2 separate regions of the Triticum aestivum genome follow, and region 1 is linked to region 2. A link is a contact called in public Hi-C data. All regions are on one chromosome and are shown on one strand. Each heading gives the region's core, a stretch centred on a gene start, on an enhancer-like site or on the middle of the called end of the contact. The rest is flanking DNA. Distances are from core to core; before and after follow the strand shown.

The links. A called contact is a pair of places that touch in the nucleus more often than the background predicts.
Region 1: a Hi-C map of leaf shows a contact between it and region 2, with 3 times the contacts expected there. The contact joins the enhancer-like site here to the promoter of LOC123183181 in region 2. A contact is called at or near these places in 3 of 5 Hi-C or Micro-C datasets (leaf and root).

Annotation. Positions count from the first base shown.
Region 1 is chr1D:477,070,529-477,075,040 of IWGSC CS RefSeq v2.1, reverse strand. No RefSeq gene overlaps it. Among protein-coding and RNA genes, the nearest start is that of LOC123177012, 12 kb to the left of the region's middle. Within about 2 kb of position 2,815, at least 1 of the 8 cell types and tissues checked has an H3K27ac peak or open chromatin away from gene starts, as enhancers often do. A contact at or near this core is called in leaf, where this site is marked.
Region 2 is chr1D:477,015,310-477,019,706 of IWGSC CS RefSeq v2.1, reverse strand. It overlaps LOC123183181 (3-ketoacyl-CoA synthase 4), which reads right to left and starts at 2,972. Exons shown (of 1, transcript XM_044595928.1): 1 at 513-2,972. The coding sequence starts at 2,662. The coding sequence ends at 1,085.

The DNA.
Region 1 (4,512 bases), core at 1,566-4,065, 55 kb before region 2:
AGGGAGTGAATCTTCTGTCGTCGTCGTCGACCGGTCATTGCGCGTGCCTTCCCGCAGTTTCCGTGTGGTGAAGCCGATCCATCCATGCCCGTTTCAATCAGTTTTTCCTTGTAGTATCCATCAGCGGCAGTCGTCTACGTCGCGGCCGACCTGACCTGAGCGCTGAGCTGAGCCGGGACCGGACACCCGGTGGCGTCAACGGCCGGGCCTATGCAACGAGGCCCGGCCTGGCGGCGACGGTTGACATGACAGGCAAGGCTCTCTCGTCCCTCTCACCGGTCACCACGTCACTGTTCGCTAGAGAACTCGCCGCCACGCCTTTGCGCGGTGACCATGACGTTGCTCGCCGCGTGGTCGTGTCCGGATCGCGGTGACGTATTCTCGCCGGTCATCACGCACCGCCGCGCACGTCGCCCGCTTCTAGTCGCCTCCGTCCGTCCGTGCTGTCGCGGGCTTGATAATTTGGACGGGTGCCGACCGACGGGACCTTTTCTTGCTCCTATTTGCCTTTGCTTATGATTGTGCGTGCCTCTCTTTGCACGCACCGGCCGACCGCGCATTTCCTGGTGAGACCAGAGAAGAGATTATCGCACCTGGGGGCTGGCCTCCTCGTGTCCCTATGCGTCTCCATGTCCAACGCTTTGGCTTTCTTTCTTGACCAAAACAAGGGCATTGGCTTCTTTTGGTTAGCTGTGGTTTATACACCTGGAAATGCTGTCATTACATTTGCCTCGCACACTACAATTCCATTTTCTACGGAGGGAACTATGCACAAAATACAAATTTGCTATGAGTTGCCGGCGTCAAACTAACTGACAGTCGCATATTTCTATATTTTGTGTAGTAAGCTAGTAATTGCGTCTTGTTGACCGCAAGGCCAAGTTGGATGTAGGATCGCAGATTAACGATTTTTCAGTGCCCCGTAGCTTAACTAGATTTTTTTTAATAAAACATGGATGACCGCAGCCTCTGTTGAAATATTAGGCAAGTTCATGATTAATTCCAGTAAATAATTCATGACTAGAAGAGATACTAGCATGCAATAATCTAGCAAACTAGAAGAACAACAAGACATGCATAACAGCAGCAAACACGTAACAATAGTTGTAGAAACAGACATGAACAGAGGATGTTGGACGTACTGATCGTTAGCTATTATGGGTGCGACAGTGTTGATGATGATGTTGGCGACGATCTGCTGCTGACGGCGATGAATACGACGATGAGTAGCACCGCCCGACTTGGACGGAAGACGACCCGTGATGACGAATTTGAGCAGTCGCGCACAGCGCTTCCCAAAAACCTAATTCGTCCTCTCCCGGTGCAGGATCGCAAAGACGAACGGTTCCGGAGACCTGCTCTCCCACGCGCCGATGCACGCCGGCGTTTGGGATGGAGTAGACTACGATGGCGGCGCAAGTTGTGAGATGAGGCAAAACCCTAGGTGTTTTTCGGTGTGTCTCTGGCCGCAGCCGGTAGCTGTATATATATTAGGACCAGAGGCGGTATTGTGTCGCGATCACAATCCCAAACCGACTCGGTTTCTAATTCGTATACTTACCGGACAAGAAATCAAAAACTTGTCCGCCAAGACATAAAAATAAAACGGCAAAAGGAAGCTGCGCTCCTGCAAGGAGACGGACCGGATTTCGGTGGACCATTCACGCGCATGTCGCATGTACGCCAGGCCAGGCCAGGCGAGCGAGCGCGCGCGTGTGGTTTTCCCTTTCTCTTCTCACACACCACTTAGAGTGATGGAGAGAACCCACTATATAAAGAGGTCCAACTCTTCTTCAACTTCCAAGGTGGGACTAAACTTAGCACCACCACTTGCCATTTTACACGTGGGCTTTGAGATTTCAGAAATTGCTATGAGCCTAGCCCATTAATTCTAACAGCCTCTGCATCTGAACTATGCATGCAGCAATTATTAATTATTTGTAAGGTCTTACAAAGTAATACATCAGGTAGTCTGAAGCCACCATCCTAGCAACATCTGTTGCTACTCCAATTCACTTGATGAAGAGGTGCTGATAGTCAGAGCCTAATATCAAACAAACATCACATCAAAGCCTAATATCTAAAGCCAGAGGCTCCAACCAAGCCGTATTGCTGGGGTACACACCGGTCCGACGCACCCGCAGAGGCCGTCGCAGTCGTCTTCCACCAATCCATCTCCAGAGCCGACACTGATGCATCGACCTTGCCAGGTCTGCCGTCGACGCCACCACGACGCCATTCGCAATGTTCCGTTTGTGCGGCCTGAAGGCTACTACTAGTTCTTTGACTGTGAGAATAAATTCCAGCAGAAACAGAAACTTGTGAGAGGAGAGTGAAATCCGTGAGAGGGTATGCGAACGAATAGTTGTACGGCAGTTCTAGAAACGGTTTGGCTGAACCGCAATGATTATCGTGTTGGTTGCCCAGCTCGTGAGACTCCGTGTCTCCGTCCCGTGACGGGCCGACGGCTCACGCACACGCACACACGGGCGAGCAGCAGCAAAACCACCACAGCCGCTCCTCTCCTCCTCGCCACGCGAAACACGAAACACACATAGGAGTGAGTGAGAGAATCTTTCGTCGCCGTCGTCCATCGGTCAGCTCTGGTCTTGTCGTGGTTGCCCGAGGGAGCGCGAGCAGCCCACTCACGGGAGGCGCCGGCCGTCGTGCCTTTCCTCGGTCCTCGTCAGCATGCCCGCGTGCAGGTCCAACTTGCCGGGCGAGCCTGAATTTTATTTCCCTGGATCATCACAACAGTCGTCGACGTCGCGGCCGACCTGACCCCGACACGAGCCGAGCCGTGTTCAGCGCTTCTTTGCCTTTCTCCTCCAAACGAAACCTCCAGACAGACCGTCCCGTCCACGGCCTGACTCCAGCGATGCGGCGGCGACCGCGACAGGTGACGCCGTCCAACTTTGCGACTACTGACTGAAACCCCGTTGTCGCATCCGGCCTCTTATTAAACTTTTTTAGTGGGTCTCAGTAGTACTGCATGCCGAAAACATTGATATTGCCCGTTTAAACTTTGGGAAAATTATTCTGCCCAAAAGTAAGGAGGCTAGTCGTATTCAACAATACACATCGATTTGCCTTCTAAATGTCAGCTTTAAGATGTTCACAAAAGACTTTGAAAAAGCATATGACGAAGTCAAATTGTCTTTTCTTTTGCAAACTTTGCGCATGAAGGGTTTTTTGCTAAAATGGTGTCGATGGATAGAGAGTTTTGTTTCTGGAGGTAGTGTGGCTATCAAAGTCAACGATGATGTTGACAACTACTTTCAGACTAGGAAGGGGCTTCGTCAAGGCGACCCTGTATCCCCTATTTCGTTCAACATTGTAGCTGATATGTTAGCTACCCTTGTTGAGAGGGCTAATGTGGCCAGTCAAATTAGTGGCATGATTCCTCATTTGGTAGAAGAAGGACTGTCTATTCTACAATACGCGAATGACACTATATTTTTTCTAGATCATGACCTAGATAAAGTAAGAAACCTCAAATTACTTTTATGTGCATTTTAGGTGCTCTCTGGTCTCAAAATTAACTTCCACAAGAGCGAGCTTTTCTGCTTCAGCGACGCTGCAGAGTCCGCATCTGAGTATGCTGGCATTTTCGGCTGTCAGCTTAGCCAGTTCTCGATTAGGTATCTAGGTATTCCTATTCACTATTGGTGTTTAACTATCGCTGAGTGGAGGCACGTGGAAGAAAGACTTGAGAAACGCCTAGCCAGCTGGAAGGCCAAACTCTTGTCGTATGTGGGACGGTTGAATCTGATCAATTCCGTCCTCAACAACATGGTTCTGTACATGTTGTCATTCTTTCACTTACCCAAAGGGGTACAGCGTCTCGATTATTTTAGATCCATATTTTTTTTTCGCAGTGTGATAATGAATCCAAGAAATATCGGCTAGCTAGGTGGAGTATATTATGCCGTCCTAAAAATCAAGGGGGCCTTGGAATTCAGGATCTTGAGATTAAAGACACCGCTCTCCTGGGTAAATGGGTATACAAACTACTCACGAGAATGGAGTGCGGCAGGAAATCATTCGTAACAAGTACGGGGGATCTAAAGCCATTTCTCAAGTTCTTTGGAAACCCGGTGATTCACATTTTTGAAGTGGCGTGATGAAGGCCAAGGAATTTCTTTTCTAATTTGGTACTTTCTCGGTTAGGGATGGTTCTCGGGTTCGATTCTATGAGAACACCTGGCTGGGGCCACTCCACTTATGATGCAATACCCTAGCTTGTATAGGATCATCAGACATAAATTCGTCACGGTCCACCAAGTATTGGGACAAGAAACCCATGATATTTCTTTAAGGAGGGACCTTTTTGGGCCTCGTTTGGTAGCATGGAATGAATTACTCATTCGTCTGAAGGACATTCAGCTGTCAGGCGAACCAGACAAGTTCCGATGGAATATCTTTTCAGTCAAATCCTTGTACGATGCAATGGTTCACACTGATGTTCCGATTGATAACAAGAAATTGTGGAAGCTCAAAATTCCCCTAAGA
Region 2 (4,397 bases), core at 1,723-4,222:
GGAGTAGCAGCAGTATCTAGATCCTGACAAGAACATTCTCAGTTATTATTGTTCGACATTGAATGAACGCCATTGAATCCACGGAGCATTCGATGCCGAACCTGCTGCGCTGTTGCAGGAAGTGGACACGAGAGAGAGAGAGCCGGTGTGATGCTGACACGCATCATCTTCGTCTCTGTTCTGCATGAGCCCGCTATCTGTATTTGCCCTTCAGAATGTTCAGAAACACCGGAGAGAAATGCTCTTGACAGTAAATCAGAGACCAAGATAATGCCTGGGCCTCAGGAAAATATGCCTCCGTGCATCCATGTCAACATGAAAGAAGAAGAACTGAAATCTGCAAATTCGTCAACGCAAGATCCAACAGATGCCGGTCTGTTCTTGTTCAAGATCACAATCGGCAGCACCATCGTCTTGCTCAAGGGATTAAAGTATAACAGAGATAAGTTGAAAAATACTGAAGGAATAAAACCACTTGAGGCGTATATATCAAGGTCAGTAATACAGCAAAATGAAGCAGAAGAAAAGAAAATCGATCGAACATGACAAATACATGCTCCATAGTTCAGTCGACAGAACCAATAACAATACACTGCCTGTAACCAGCATGAATCAATCTCTTAATTTCTCATGTAACCAAAAATAAAGATTGGCCCCTCCTATGGACGGACCCCTCACTGTCTGTGGTGAATGGCAAATCCCCAGCAATTGCTAAAAGAGACAACAAATGTACATACAACAACACAACAGCAGGCATATCTCATTGACCTCCTCATCACCACCACTCTGCTATGCTACTACTGGACTGGAGTAAAACTTACCACCACAGGGTCGGTCAGGGCAGGATGCTGGTCCAGATACCTCAAGTACACAGACCAGCAATCAAAATCTTCTTGAAGATGAGCACAGAGTTGCATTCATACAGATCAGAGCAGAGCATAGCAGACTTACACCACGCCTGGAGATTCTTCTTGCAGTACTACCCATTAATTATGTCTCTGGTAACCATGAATGGATTTGAATTGATCCATTCTGAGTGAGGTTTCTGTATCAGGAAGAGCTCCAATGGCGATGGGCGCGGATGCTATTGCTGCTGCTTGTGGTTGTGGGTGGGGAAGCCGTCGACGAGCTCCACGGGGTAGCGGTCGATGCAGTCGTCCCAGGGGGTGCTGGGCGACGGCTTGACGTTGCGCAGGGCGTGCCACACCGCGCTGTTGCACTTGAACCCGCTGCCGAAGGCGATCTGCCAGATGCGGTCGCCGCGCCGGACGCGGCCCTTGGCCTCCATGTAGGCCAGCTCGTACCAGATGGAGCTGCTGGAGGTGTTGCCGAACCGGTGCAGGGTCATCCGGGACGCCTCCACGTGCACCGGCTGCAGCTGCAGGTTCTTCTCCAGCTCGTCGATCACCGCGCGCCCGCCGGCGTGGATGCAGAAGTGCTCGAACGCCAGCTTGAAGTCCGGGATGTAGGGCTTCACCTTGGCGTTGAAGAGCTTCTTGGACACCAGCGTGGCGAAGAAGAGCAGCTGCTCGCTGAAGGGGAGCACGAGCGGCCCCAGCGTGGTGATGTTGGTCTTGAGCGCCCCGCCGGCGATCGCCATCAGGTCCTTGGAGAGCGAGACGCCCGTCTTGCCCTCGCCGTCCTGCTCCTGGTACACGCAGTTGAAGGCCTTGTCGTCGGCGCCCTTGTGCGTGCGCACCACGTGCTTGAGGCTGTACTTGGCGCGGCGGCGGTCGGCGCCGCGGTTGGAGAGGAGCACCGCGGAGCAGCCGACGCGGAAGAGGCAGTTGGGGATGAGCATCGACTTGCGGTTGCCGAAGTACCAGTTCTGCGTGATGTTCTCCGTGCTCACCACCACGGCGTAGGTGCCGCGGTGCACCTGGAGCATGTCCCGGGCGAGGTCGATGGCGATGACGCCGGCGCTGCAGCCCATCCCGCCGAGGTTGAAGCTCCGGACGTTGCCCCTGAGCTTGTACCGGTTGACGATCATGGCGGAGAGCGAGGGCGTCGGGTTGAAGAGGCTGCAGTTGACGACGAGGATGCCGACGTCCTTGGGCTTGACGCCGGTGGCGGCGAAGAGGCTGTCGAGCGCGCCGAACATGACGGACTCGGCCTCGGCGCGGGCGTTGGCCATGGTGGGCTCGGGCGGGATGGCGTGCATGCCCTCGGGGCAGTAGGTCTCCTCGCTGAGCCCCGAGCGCTCGAGGATCTTGCGCTGGAACTCGAGGGCGTCGTTGGAGAAGCCGCAGAGCGCCGAGTGGCGGAGGAACTCCTGGAAGCCGACCTTGAGGTGGTCGGGCGCCTTGTAGCAGGCGAAGTCGACGAGGTAGACGGGGCGGGGGCGGGTGAGCACGTACACGGTGGCGCCGAAGACGAGGACGGCGGAGAGGACGAGCACGGAGACGAGGTTGTACTGGAGGTGCAGCCAGAGCTGGCGGAGGTCGTCGGGGTCGGTGCGGCCGGCCTCGAGGACGATGACGGCCATGAGCGGCAGCAGCAGCAGCGTGATGAGGTGGGTGATGAGGTAGTGGTACCCCAGCTTCACGTACTTGAGGTTCACGCTCTGGAGGAAGTCCGGCAGCCGCCGGTGGCTCGGCGTGGTCGCCGCCGTCTCCGCCTCCGTCGCGGCCGCGGCCGGCGGCGGAGCGATGCCACCGTTCATCGCCCCCCTCCCCGGATCGCGCGCGCGGCTAGATCTGGATGCGGAATCTGGACTGGGCAGTCAAAGGTGGATGGATGGGTGGATGCCGATGCGTGGACCTCGTGCGGGGGGGAGGCGTTACTGGTGGTGCTCGACGACGCGCGCGTGCTGGGGCGGGGGCGGGAGGAGAGCGACGGTGGCCGGCGGGAGGGAGGCGGCGCGGTGGTGCGGGAACGGTCGGTGCCGGCCGGTGGGGGGAGCGAATCCGGCGGCGGCGGAGCAGGAGGCGGAGGCCGTTGTTGGCAGGGTGGGAGGGGATAAATAATCGGCGAGGTGGGAGGAGACTCCAGAGGAGGGTTTTTTGGCTCTGTTCCATTTTGCAGGGTCGCCCTCGAAGAATGTGACATTTTAGGAGTACTCTTGTTTTTTTGGAAGCTGGCATTTCGGTTACTGATTTTCTGGCTTTTCCTTTAGTAAAAAAATCATTATACACTAGTACTTTTATCCGCCATGCATAATTGGCTTTTATTTGAAACTATTTTTTTTTTGAACGATTAAGAATGCATTTGCTAATGTTTTTATCTGACTTTTTCTTAATTCTTTTGCCATTTCTCATACAGCTGGCTCATAATTATCCCTAGGTGTGATTTGAAGATGAGGTTCCTGCGAAGAAAAATTAGGTAAGAAAGCGCTATTTTTCCGAAAATACGTTTTGGAGGGCGAGCTCCAATGAAGTCGGTTTTTGAAAAAATTGAAATTCGTTCAAATTCTTATTCTTACGTTTCAAAAAATTCTGAAAAAAATAGATATACATGGTGGCATAATGCACAAGTGTGTAAATTTTCAGGACGAAATTCTGAATTTTCCAGAAAAGACGGCCTCCATGGAGGCCGAGAGCCAAAACGCCTCACTCCTAATTTCCCGTTTCACTGAGCTATATCCTTTGAGAAAAGACTATACAACTGCTTCTTAGGCTCATTAACTTGCGTAGAACTTGGTTGGCTTAACCGCAACGACAAAGAGAGATAACGGAAGGTTGAAGGTGGAAGAAGAGAAGAACCGGCGGACAGGGACACGCACGGCGGCCGGGCCGGCCCAGGACGTGCGCGGGAATATGCGTGGCGAGCAGGACGTGCGCGCAAAGGGCGGCAGGCACAAAACAATGGCAGAAAATGAAAAGCGAATCTGAAGGCGGAGTGCAAAAGGAGCGAGAGTAGAGGCCCCGGCAGCCTGCTCGGCGCCCACCGCCCAGGCAGGCTAGGCCACGCTAGGCTGGCCCCTCGTGCCCGTGCGCACTTCGGTAAAAAAAAAATATCATCTGTTTCGCGGTCGTCCCGACCTCCGTGGATTGGTGGATGCACGCGATCGCGGCGAGAAGCGTGCGGGCGGGCGGGCGACGTGCGGCGGTGCGTGCTCCAGTCCGTGGTGACCGACGCCACGGAGGCGACGGACGCGCCGACGGCGGCAACCGGCAAGGGCAACAAGCTGGGCGTTGTTTTGTTTGGCGGTCACAGGAGCACACGGTGTTGACGATTGAGCTATGGCTCGCTCGTCACCTGTCGCCGTACCGCTGGGGCACGGCCTGCGTTGGAGCCGGTCTGGAGGTTTCGCTCCGAGGAGAAAAGTTGCACCCGTCGCTGGTCAGGTCGGCCGCGGGCGTACGTAGACCGCCGCGCTCCGCTCGTCTGAGCAAAGGGAGGAAGGAAGAGAGGAAAACAAGGGCGGCGGCTGACGCCTTGGATGGGAAAATTCAGGC